3 separate regions of the Sus scrofa genome follow, and regions 1 and 2 are each linked to region 3. A link is a contact called in public promoter capture Hi-C and targeted proximity ligation data. All regions are on one chromosome and are shown on one strand. The core of a region is the stretch at or near the end of the contact, and the rest is flanking DNA. Distances in the headings are between cores, read along the strand shown. Region 1 has its middle 65 kb from the start of RPL3. Region 2 overlaps LOC110260643 (a long non-coding RNA gene). Region 3 holds the start of RPL3 (ribosomal protein L3).

Region 1 (3,476 bases), core at 750-3,249, 65 kb after region 3:
TTTGCGCGCGCACACACAGACACACGCGCAAAAAAGGGGAAAAAAAGCCCACCCTCCAGCCTCATTGCCAAGGGAAGCAGCCGCAGCTCGCAGCCCGCAGAGGACGCCCAGAACGGCGAGCGGGCGGGCAGACGGACTGACCGACTCGCGCCGCGTCCACCTGTCTGCCGGGCCGGGCCCAGCGCGCAGCGGGCACGCAGCGCGCGCGGAGCAGCCGTGCCCGCCGCCCGGGCCCCGAGCCAGGGCGCACACGCTCCGGCCCCCCCACCCGGCCCGGGCGGGAGTTTGCACCTCTCCCTGCCCGGGTACTCGAGCCGCCGCTGCAAAGCCAACTTTGGAAAAAGTTTTTGGGGGGAGACTTTGGCTTTGAGGTGCCCAGCCCTGCGCTTTCCGACTTCGGAGGCCTTTCCAGAAAATGTTGCAAAAAAGCTAAGCCGGCGGGCAGAGGAAAACGCCTTTAGCCAGCGAGTGAAGACGAACCATCGACTGCCGTGTTCTTTTTCCTCTTGGAGGTTGGAGTCCCCTGGGCGCCCCCACACGGCTAGACGCCTCGGCTGGTTCGCGACGCAGCCCCCCGGCCGTGGATGCTCGCTCGGGCTTGGGATCCGCCCAGGTAGCGGCCTTGGACCCTGGTCCCGCTCCCAGGCTCTCCTCAACCCCCAACGACGGAGCCCGGGCTGGGGGCGGCGGCGCCCGGGGGCCATGCGGGTGAGCCGCGGCGGCGGCTGCAGCGGCCTGAACGCCTGATCGCCGCAGATCCGAGCAGAGCCCACCTCCCTCCCCAGCCCCCGCCCCCACCCTGGCCGCGGGGGCGGCGCGCTCGGTCCACGCGTCCGGGGCCCCGCGGGGCCGGGCCCGGAGTCGGCATGAATCGCTGCTGGGCGCTCTTCCTGTCTCTCTGCTGCTACCTGCGTCTGGTCAGCGCCGAGGTGAGTTGCGACGGCGGCTGGGGTGGCTTGGCTTCATTCATTACCCCCGCCCCTATTCCCCGGTCGCCCCCTCCTCTCGCTGCAGTGAACTTTGGACCCGTGCAGCCCCGGGGCCTGACGCCGGGCGCTAGGTGACCTCCGAGGGCTGAGACGCTAGGTCTGGGAGGTGCCAGGTTCCAAGGGGAGAGTGCAGTGGTAGCTTGCTTTCCCAGGGGCGACCCCAGATCTCGGAGCTTCTAAGCATCAGGGGAGGGTGTGTGTTGTCCTGGCCCCCACCCCTTAGGAACCCGAGAATAAGCCCTCTCCCAGCCCAAGGGAGAGGGGTGGGGTAGTGCCGAGGCAGCGCGTCCACCCCAGCCCACTTCGGTTATAGCTTAGGTCCTGTCCAGGAGCTGGCTTGCCCGGGAGGTGCGAGCTCAAGCACCCGTGGCAGCCACGCCAACCTTGGGCGGAGGTTTGCGTCCCACCCTGGCTCGCGCTCCCGGTCGCGGCGGGGGTGCCCTCGGGCTCGTGCAGGTCTTGCCTGGCCCCAGAGTACGGTGCAGGATCAGCTTGTGTCTTGGGCGCGGTGGGTGCCGAGAGAGGTTTGGGGCACTTGGGATTCGGGGAGAAGTGGGAGCTCTGAGCAAATCCAGCCCCCCGGGGCCGTGTGTGTCTGAGGCCACGCCATACCTGCGCCCGCGCCCGCGCCCTGCGGGAGGACGCACCTCTCTCTCCCCCGCTTGTAGGGCGCGGAGCGCCCGCCTGTAAAAGCCTAACAGCAGGGGAGGTGGGGTAGCAAAACGTCTGCGGGAGCTATCAGGTCGGATGAGTCCCCCGCACCCCTCCCAGCCTCACGTAGCAGTGAGTTGGCAAGTCTACCCGGAATCCAGGTGGGAAAGGGGGCGGGGCAGCAGGAGGCGCGAGGTGCCCGGGAGAAGAGGGCAGCGGGGAACGCGGGGTGCCTGGGTCCCGTCCCGCCTCCGCTTCGCCGCGGCCGGGAGCCGGCCCCTCGCCTGCTCTCGGGGAGGGCCGGTCCCTCTCTGCCTCCTGCTCCGCACAGGAAGGAGGCGGCGGCGAAGGGGTTAAGGTGAAGAGCTCCGAGGCCGCGGCCGGGCCTTGGGCCGCCGCCAGCTCAGGTTGTTTTGACCACGGAGGAGTCGTCGCCGTCTCCTTTTGTTCTCGGGGCTCCTCGAGGGCCGCCGGCCGCCCGCCCTGGGGCCCCGCCCTTCCGCGGCCACCCCCCGCGGCCAAGCACCCAGGAGGGAGGACGCAGGGCTCGGGCCGGCCGCCCGCAGGCCCCTCCCGACGCCCCCCTCCTCTCCGCTCCGCAGCCCCCCAGGCCGCGGCCAGCTGTTGGGGAGGGGGGCGCCGGCCGGCCCCAGCTGCCGCCTCGCCTCGCCGCCGGGCCTGGGGGCTGGGCCCGGTGCCAGGGCGTCCTGGGAACGGCGGCGCCCCCGCCGCTGCTCTCCGCAGCCCACCCCGCCCGGCCCCCGGACTCGCTCACTCACCCCACGCATGCACACTCTTGGCCAGAGGCGATGCTGCGCTCCGGCGGGCGGGCGGGTGCGCAAAGCGGGCACGCACTACCGCGGCCGGGTCGCGCGCCCGCCGCCGCCACGCCCGTGCACAAGCGGGGCACACGCGCGCGCACCGCAACACACGCACGCACGGCCCCCGAACACGCAGCCTGAGCACACGTGCGCGCACACCCACGCACGCTCACAGGCACGCACGGCCCCTCTACGCCCCTGCACCAGGTGCCCGCCCCCGCGCAACAGGTGGGCCCATCGTGGGCCCTGGAATCTCGTCACCTCTGCAGCGACCCCATTTCCTGCCTGGGTGCTATGAGGGAATGGGAACAGGCACCCTCCCATCAGGTCATGGCTCCCCAGCTCCCACTTGCTTTTGCCTGGTCAGGTCAGCTCGGCTCGACGCCCCGCAAGCATCACCCCTCTGTGATTGCTTTTTTAAACCATCCTCATGTGGCCCCAAACGGTGTTGATGTGACTGGGGTCGCTGCGACGGCCAGAGCATCTTTCTCTTCAAACAAGCTCTTCTTTGAACCTCTGGGACTGGCTGGACCCCTACATCCCACTCCAGAAGGCTGGGGGAGGGGGGAAGGGGGGGAACACTGTTCTGTCCTCTTTGCAGATCCCAGCCTGGGCTGGAGAGGCTGGATGACAGCTGGATAAGGCTTTCCCAGGCCTGCCCTTACCGTCTCCAGCTTCATCCGGCAGCTCCTCCTGCTTTTCCACAACTCCACTGGGATGTGTTTGGTGGGGAAGCTATGGCACGGAAGCTGGTGCCTTTCTCCTCACTTGAATCACAGCATCCTTGAACACAGGGCCCTCAGGAACCCACAATTGTGCAGTGTTTTGCAGTTTATGAAGCACTTTCTGGCAGAGCCTGTGTAAGCCTCAGGAGGCTCTGAGGGAGGAGACCTAGAGGGAAAATCTATCGACATGGGAGCCGGTCCAGGAGGGCTTGCTGGTGGAGGTGGCTTTGGGGTTGGACTGAGCCACAGGTGGAGGCCTCAGCAGCTGGGAAGGAGGGATGGGGAGCTCT
Region 2 (3,937 bases), core at 853-3,352, 120 kb after region 3:
CACAGCAACATGGGATCCGAGCCGCATCTGTGACCTACACCACAGCTCATGGCAACCCCAGATCCTTAACCCACTGAGCAAGGCCAGGGATCAAACCCGAGTCCTCATGGATCCTAGTTGGGTTCATTACTGCTGAGCCACACTGGGAACTCCTCTATGATTTTTATTTTAGTAGTTTTGGCAGGTGTTTAGTGGCATCTCATTGTGGTTTAATTTTGCACTCTCCTGATGACTGACTAACAATGTTTTCATGTGTTGATAGGCCGTATGGGGAACCTCTTTTGTGATGGGGCTGTTCAAAATGTCTTGCCCATTTTCCACCAGTTGCCTCTCTTTTTCTTATTGATTCATAGAAGTTCTTTGTATATTATGGCTAAGAGACCTTCATCAGGTACACATTTTGTCAAGTACTCACTGAAGGATTCAGCACCAGGGACTGATATGGGTGAACTGTGTTTCTAAAAGCTTCCCCTGGCTGTGGATGCAGAGCAGACTGACCATGAGATGGGCAAGGGGGGGGGTGATGGTGGAGGTGACCAGGGCAGCAGCTGTGCGGCTGGACAGCAGGGGCCAGAGTCTAAGCTACTTCAGCAGCAGCATGGACAAGCAACATCTGTCATGCCATGTCATGACGAAAACAAGACATGTGTAGTGACAGAGAGAGGGGGTGACAGGGCTGGCTTCCAGGTCTCCCTGGCTGGCGGACAAGCTGACGCATTCTGCCCACCCAGCCGCCGGCAGCCAAAGGCTGCTTTGTCCTCCCAGGCCCCACCCAGGCCTGCTGGTCAGGGATGCTCTGGGGTCACCGTCGGGACACTGGAGAGAGTGCCCAGTGTAGAATCTGGGTCTCCCATGGCAACTGGGGGATAAACACCCCCCAACACACACTCACAAATGGCTGGGCTGGTTCAAGAAGACCCTGTACCCCAGATGGGTTGGCAGCTGTGGGATCAGGGCCCAGTCTGGGTGGACAATGACCCCCTTTCTGCAGCCTCTTCATCCCTGCTGAGCCCAGGCTCAGGGGATGAGGGTCCTAGGCTGGTCCCTGAGGAAAGAGTGGAAACAGATCCTGCAGTGTCTGGGCTTCCGATGAGCGGTGGGGACAGCACTCTGAATGCCTCCCAGAAAGCCAGGACCCTCCCTGCCCTGCACCCTGCCCCATCTGTAGCCCCGGTTAATTTCTTGACAAATGCCCCACCCCGCCTCTGTTTCTCAGGGTTTACTTGGGATAGTCTCCCACCCTCTGCATCTTGCAGCACTGGGTTCAGCGATCACAGCATTTCCCCGGTGGTGCGGTAATTAAACCTGACAAACTCTTTCCTTCTGTTACACGAGGCATGCAGCCCTCACCATGTGCCGCGCTGTGTCAGTTGCTTTGCATATGTGATGCCAATCACTCCTCCAAGGACCTCTCATGAAAGCATTCATTACATTTTATACCCGAGGACCCTGACTTGCCCAAGTTCACACAGCCAGAGTTGTGGAGGAGGTAGGATCTGAACTTGGCCAGTTGGACCCTGAAGCCCCGTTCCTCTGTGTCCCCGGCCACTGGGGGGACACTGTGTCCCCGGCCGCTGTGCGTGGGAAGGGGCCTGGCTCGTCTGTGCTTCTAGAGGAGGGGGGAGTCCTGAGAGCACTCGGGTTCATACCCTGGCTCTGCCCTACCTCACGGGGTGACCTTGGATGAGTCACTTTTCTTTGGGCCTCCACGTCCCCATCTGAGCAATGGGGTCATCCCTATGCAGTCTTGTTCCCCGGGATCAGCAGAGCCAGGCCAGGGAGCGCAGGCAGAGCTGAGCCCAGGTGGAAGGGGCCGTTTGCCTCTGTCACATGCTACTTGTTTGGCTCCTTCCTGTGCCTAAGCTGACCTTTTCTGTTCCTTTTTTGGTGTCAGGGAAGCATCAGATGGCTTCCCCACCACAGCTCTCTCCAGCCTGCACTTTTCCCAGCTTAATCAGCCTCCAGCTGCCCAAGTGTCCCAGGCGGGCCCTGGGTTCCGGCCAACGGTGGCCGCCCCCATCCCAGGGCTCCAGGCCTGGCCAGATGGGCAGCTGGTACTGGAAATAGCCTTGATGGGAGATGTCCCCCCTCTTTCCGGTACTCAACCACTTCCTCTCTGACAGAGCACACTGTCTCCAGAAGGTTCTGCTGGACTGAGGACATGCCCGGGACCCTTGTCTGTTGTCCTGCAGTAGCAGTCACCCGGGGCTTCCTCCTTGGCATCCAGGCCCTTTCCTCCCTCCTGACAGGACCCCGCAGTCCCCAGCCCTTGGCCGGGTGGGGTTGACACCCCCTCAGCTCCAAGTGGGCCTTGATTGGTTTAGGTCCATTTCGACAAGTCATCCCATGGCTGCTGGGATTGGTTCAGGGATAGACACGTGACTCGAGTCAGGCCAATCACAACGACAGTCTTTCCTTGAGGTCTCCTGGAGGTAAAGAGAAGCAGGGAGACCCAGACCTGACGGGAGGGACATACTGAGACACCACCCCGCCCCCAGCCCCAGGGGAGACCCAGCCTAGGAAAAGAGTGGGAACACAGAGCCCAGAGATGGAGGCAGAGAAACCAGGTCTAGGCAGCTTATTCGCATGGCTATATCAAGCTTTGCTGGAAACTTCAAACAAACAAATAAACAAACAAAAAAACCCCAAAACTTGCTTTTCAGTTACTACCAGCCCATAGATTTTAGGGGTTGCCTTTGCTCTTTTTTTCTTTTTACAGCTGCACTTGCAGCGTGTGGAAGTGCCTGGGGAGGGGTAGAATCAGAACTGCAGGTGCAGCCTACACCACAGCCACAACACGACCCTATCGGAGCCACATCTGCAAACTACACTGCGGCTTGTGGCAATACCGGATCCTCAACCCACTGAGGGAGACCAGGGATCAAACCTGCATCTTCACAGAGAAAACACTGGGTCCTTGACCCGCTGAGCCACAACGGGAACTCGGATTTTAGTTTTTAAAAACCACCTTAAGTTGAGTTTTCTGTTCCTAGGAACCCAGAAATCCTGAACAAGACCTGTTAATGTACGAGGGCCAGGCCTCGAGTCCTCTTCCTGCAGGTCCCTGTCACAGGATGGAGCCCAGGGCGGGCGGAGCACCTGTCCTCACCCCAGGCAATGCCTGTGTGGAAATAGGACCAAAACCCATCCTTGGTTCATCCTTAGTCTCAGAGCCAGAAGACCACCTAGAGGCCTTAAGTTTAAGGCCCCTTTTTCAGATGGGAGCACTGAGGCTCGCCACTGTCCCTCCTTTCCCATTCTACTGGCTTCATGCCCAAAGCCTCAGGCAGATGGGAGGAGCCGAGGACCCAGCTGTGCCCAGAGTCCCGAGGCCTCTCCTGCCCCAACTCCAGTTCATTTGAGGATGAAGGCTGTATGCCCTGTTGCTAAAACGAGAGTGGGTCTGGCTTGTGCACGGAAGAGAAATAGCTCTCACTGGGGTACTCTCCGTAGCCCTCAGGGTCAAGTCCAACCCTTTAGCCTGACCTCCTAGATCCAATCCCCTGTACTTTTCTCCTTCATCCCCTCTGCTCCTCCCTTGAGGCAAGCAGGGGAACTCTGTAGTAACTGTACAGGCTTCGTCTCTGCAGAAATGAATATGGATATTGCTGAGCCAAAGGGTTGAGTCACTTGAAATTCAAGACCATGAATCTCTAGTCCGCCGTTGGTGTTTGTTCCAATTAGCTATTTCTGAGTCATAAAGGCCCAAGACAACAATCATCTTATTATCTCTTATGGATTCTGTAGGTCGTGGATTTGAGAGGGGTTTAGCTGGCTTGTTCAGGGTCTCACAGGGTGGCAGTCAGATGGTGGCTGCGGCTGGAGTACCTGAGCCCTGGCTGGACAGCTCCCTCCCTCCAGCCTCTCCATGTGGTCTCTGCAAGGGCTAGCTTGGGCTTCCTCACAGCATGGCAGCTCAGGACGCCAGCATGAATGT
Region 3 (3,785 bases), core at 106-2,605:
TTTTGTTGTTGTTGTTTTTCACAACAATGTGAGCCATGGCCAGGCCCAGAGTAAAAGAACACAAAGGGGTGCGATGGAGGTGGAAGGTGATACAAGAAAAGTGTGTGTGTGTTCGCGCCCGGCAGCCAAGAAGCTTGAGTAGCTAGTTAGGTCAGATTCTTGGGTGGCAGGCTCAGGAGTTAAGGTTTAATCCCAGGGAAACAGGGACGGGTGGGGGTGGGGTAGGGCACGGGAACTAACAAGATGAGATTTGATTCTTAGAAAGATGTGGCGGGGCAAGCTTGGAAGAGGGGAGAGCAGCTAGGAGCCTCCTAGGTGACCCTGAGCCTAGGCAAAGGTCACCGAGGACCCCCTTCACACAGAGGGTCGGGGAGGCTGGCAGGGTCAGGCTCGTGAAGCCAGGCAGCTGGACCCAGGACCCCAGGTCGTGAGGTGGTTTCGCCGCCTCAGACCTTCAGAACCGAGCGGGGGCTCCCGCACCCAATACTTGATGGAAGGGCGGAGATAAGGTTTGAGGGACGGGGGCTAGAAATCAGGACGTATTATAAAAGGCAAGTTATTTTAAAATAGTTGCTATGAATGTGTGAATTTAAATTTCTGAATTAAAATGACGTTATTACAAGCGGAGTTAAAAAAATGAAAAAATAAAAGGCAAGTTAGTGTCAGGAAGCGGCTCAAAATAGCAACAACGCCGATCCACTGTGTGGGATGGATATGGGACACCATGGGTGAAAGCTTTTTTCCTGAAGTTTTCCTTCCCTTCCTTTCTTCCTCCCTCTCTTCCATTTCTTTCTTGTCTTTTTGGAGTTTTTTGAAAACGCTTTGGAACTGAAGCCCCAACAGGGTTACTGAATTCCAGAAGTTGCTGCGTTTTAATTTACCTATTTTGGCCGCACTCGCGGCACGTGGAAGCTCCCTAGCAAGGGATCGAACCAACGCCGCAACTGGGTCCTGTGCCACAGCTACGGCGACGGCAAATCCTTAACCCACTGCACCCCAAGGGAACATCCAGAGGTGACTGCGTTTTATAGGAAAAGCAGCGCCGTAGCTGTTGTTCTTCACCGTAATAGGGCGTTTCATGAAGTCTGACTGCAGCAGGACTGCTTGGGGTTGTTCCATTCCAATTCTCAGCGGGCGACCCCAAGGCTTTCCCTAAGTTGGAAGCCAGCCGCTCGCCGTAGAGATTCTAGCTGCCCTAAGAAGCTGACGTCAAGGTCGAGACGAACACAAGGCTTACGTAGCTTACGTAACTTACGAGCTTACGTAGAAACGGCGCCCAGTACCAGCCCCGTGACCTGACGTCGGCCGCGGGCGCGCGCTCGCACGCCGGAAGGGGCGGAGCCAGTCTGGGATTTATATATCGCACGCCTAGACCAGCCCGACCTCTATCGGCAGCTTCCGACCGCGGGATGGTATGTGTTGTTATGGCGGATTCTTCCTTGTCCGCCAGGGTGGCATGGCTGAATCTGCGGCACATCGCCGCCATCTCGGCTCGCCTGGCGCCGGGGGCCAGTTTTAGGAGGCCAGGGCACTCTGCGGAATCCGCAGTCAGGTCTATTTTCTGAAAACATGCTAGGCCTGAGGTTGATTTGCTGCCTGCCGAGCGGCTGGCGAGAGGCCTTGCCACAGGAGCTGGCCTGGGGGTTCTGGGCCGATAATCCTCAAGCCATGGACTATTTCTGGGTCTCAGCTTAAGCGTGCAAGATTGGAATCACGAACACTTTGTCTGGCAGGACTCCGGGAGGATTTGGCACTGTTAAAGTGGGAGGTGCAAGCAGGCGGGAGGGAACTTTGGGGGAATGGTTCCTGGGCCTCTGAAATGACTGGGACGGTTGGTGCCACTCTTTGGGCCTCTAGACTTCTCAGAAACCACAGATGATGAACTTATTGACGGGCGGACAGAAACTGTGTGCTGATTGTCATGTTCTGATTTGGCTCTGCCGAGTTCTAGTGGTCCCTGCTTAACCGGCTTAGCTCCCTCTTGGGAGCAGGAGGAACCACGACCCAGCCATTTGACCAGAAGACCCTATTGTAATCAGAGCCTGACATGCACATACGGCTCCTGGTTAAGTTATGAAGTTTAGTGCCAGTACCGGTGTACTTTGGTTCTCTTTAGAGGAAAATGTGGGTGGCACGGCAAGTTACAAGGTGAGGGTTTGAGGTTAGTGATAGGCTCCGGTTTGGCTGAATCATGATCTTTGGGTGTGTGATCCGCGCCATCCCGTCCCCAAAACAAACCTTGATGCAGCATGTAGTTCTGGGTTTGCTGGTCTGGATTCAGCCTTGCTGAGAATCCTCTTAGAATCCAGGCAGCTGGGAAGAAGTGAGCTACTTAAGGTGCTGACTTGGTGGTTTTTTTTCCTAGTCTCACAGGAAGTTCTCCGCTCCCAGGCACGGGTCCCTGGGCTTCCTGCCTCGGAAGCGTAGCAGCCGGCACCGCGGGAAGGTGAAGAGTTTCCCCAAGGATGACTCTTCCAAGCCCGTGCACCTCACCGCCTTCCTTGGCTACAAGGCTGGCATGACCCACATTGTGAGGGAGGTCGATAGGCCTGGGTCCAGTAAGTACACACTACGTCCTCCTAGTTGGGATTGGACTAGGTGGGGCCAAGCTGTCGGAACGGGGCAGGCTTTGGAGAGAGGGGAAACTGGATAATGGGATGGAAATGACATACCTTAGGACCGGTCAAAGCTGCGGGGTACGGATGGCTGGCCCTGCTTGCTTTGGGCAGAGGGACATAAGGGAAGGGTGATGAGTAAGAGCTACAGTGCAGAGAAATACATACGCTGTTTTAGGATATTGTCACTGCCAAGGGTCAAATAAAAACCACACGGTTTTTTAGTGGCAGCACTGGACTGTGAGCCTTACGTGAGCACTACTTGTGTTCTGGGTTGTGAAACTCGAAGCCAAAAGTCACTAGGAGTTTCTGTATAGTTAAGGATGTGGTGTTAACTGCAGCAGGTGGGGGGTAGCTGCTTTGGTGAGGGTTTGATCCCTGGATGGCTAACTCCCACGTGGCCCCAGGCCGGGCCGAAAAATTCACAGAAAACAGCAGTGACTATTGAATGGCAGTAGATGTGAGGCAGTCAGAACTGTCAGATTTAAGCTCAGGCCGCCAGTATGCTTAGTATTCTTGGTATTACCTAGGTAGTAAGGCATTTGCTTGGGATGGTTATGATGGACCAGAACTGAATGGCTGATGAGGGTGTAGGGTTTTTTTTGGTGGGGGGTTTTGTTTTTGTGTTTTGGGTGTGTGTGTTTTTTGGTTTTTAGGGTTGCGGCTACGGTGTGTGGAAGTTCCCAGGCTAGGGGTTGAATTGCAGCTGTGGCCTACGCCAGGGCCACAGCAACGCTGGGTCCGAAACACATCGACCTACATCAAAGCTCGCGGCAACACCAGATCCTTAATCTACTGAGCAAGGCCGGGGATCAAACCCAAATCCTCATGGATACTTAATCAGCTAAGCCACAATGGGAACTCCAAGGATGGAGTTTCTGTTGCCAGCAGAGGGCACTATGTTATTAATGAGCAGTTTAAAGGAAATCATTACACATTATAGTGCCATTGGTTGAAGGAATTGGTGAGTCCACATTTTCAGGCACCTAACTGAATAGTGCTGATGCCTGAAGCATGTAGAAATTCCTGGGCCATGGATCAACGCTGGATCCTTAACCCACTGAGCCGCCAGGAAACAGTCCAGTTATTTTTGATGAGCTGAAAATTTGTGCAGTCTAAGAGGTCAGTAGGATAGTCCTGGGAGTTGAGACTGCTGCTGCGGGCTTAGAC

What was found. Promoter capture Hi-C pulls out the DNA fragments that hold promoters and counts their contacts.
Region 1: a targeted proximity ligation map of skeletal muscle shows a contact between it and region 3. A contact is called at or near these places in 1 of 5 promoter capture datasets (liver), 14 of 47 Hi-C or Micro-C datasets (adipose tissue, alveolar macrophages, brain and 9 more) and 1 of 2 datasets of targeted methods (skeletal muscle).
Region 2: a promoter capture Hi-C map of liver shows a contact between it and region 3, with 3 times the contacts expected there. A contact is called at or near these places in 4 of 5 promoter capture datasets (fetal liver, fetal skeletal muscle, liver and 1 more), 28 of 47 Hi-C or Micro-C datasets (adipose tissue, alveolar macrophages, blood and 17 more) and 2 of 2 datasets of targeted methods (alveolar macrophages and skeletal muscle).

The regions. Positions count from the first base shown.
Region 1 is chr5:8,985,787-8,989,262 of Sscrofa11.1, forward strand. No RefSeq gene overlaps it. Among named protein-coding and RNA genes, the nearest start is that of RPL3, 65 kb to the left of the region's middle.
Region 2 is chr5:9,042,724-9,046,660 of Sscrofa11.1, forward strand. The region is part of intron 2 of LOC110260643 (a long non-coding RNA gene); the gene reads right to left. Among named protein-coding and RNA genes, the nearest start is that of CBX7, 26 kb to the right of the region's middle.
Region 3 is chr5:8,921,342-8,925,126 of Sscrofa11.1, forward strand. RPL3 (ribosomal protein L3) reads left to right here and starts at 1,356. Exons shown (of 10, transcript NM_001244063.1): 1 at 1,356-1,412; 2 at 2,366-2,558. The coding sequence starts at 1,410.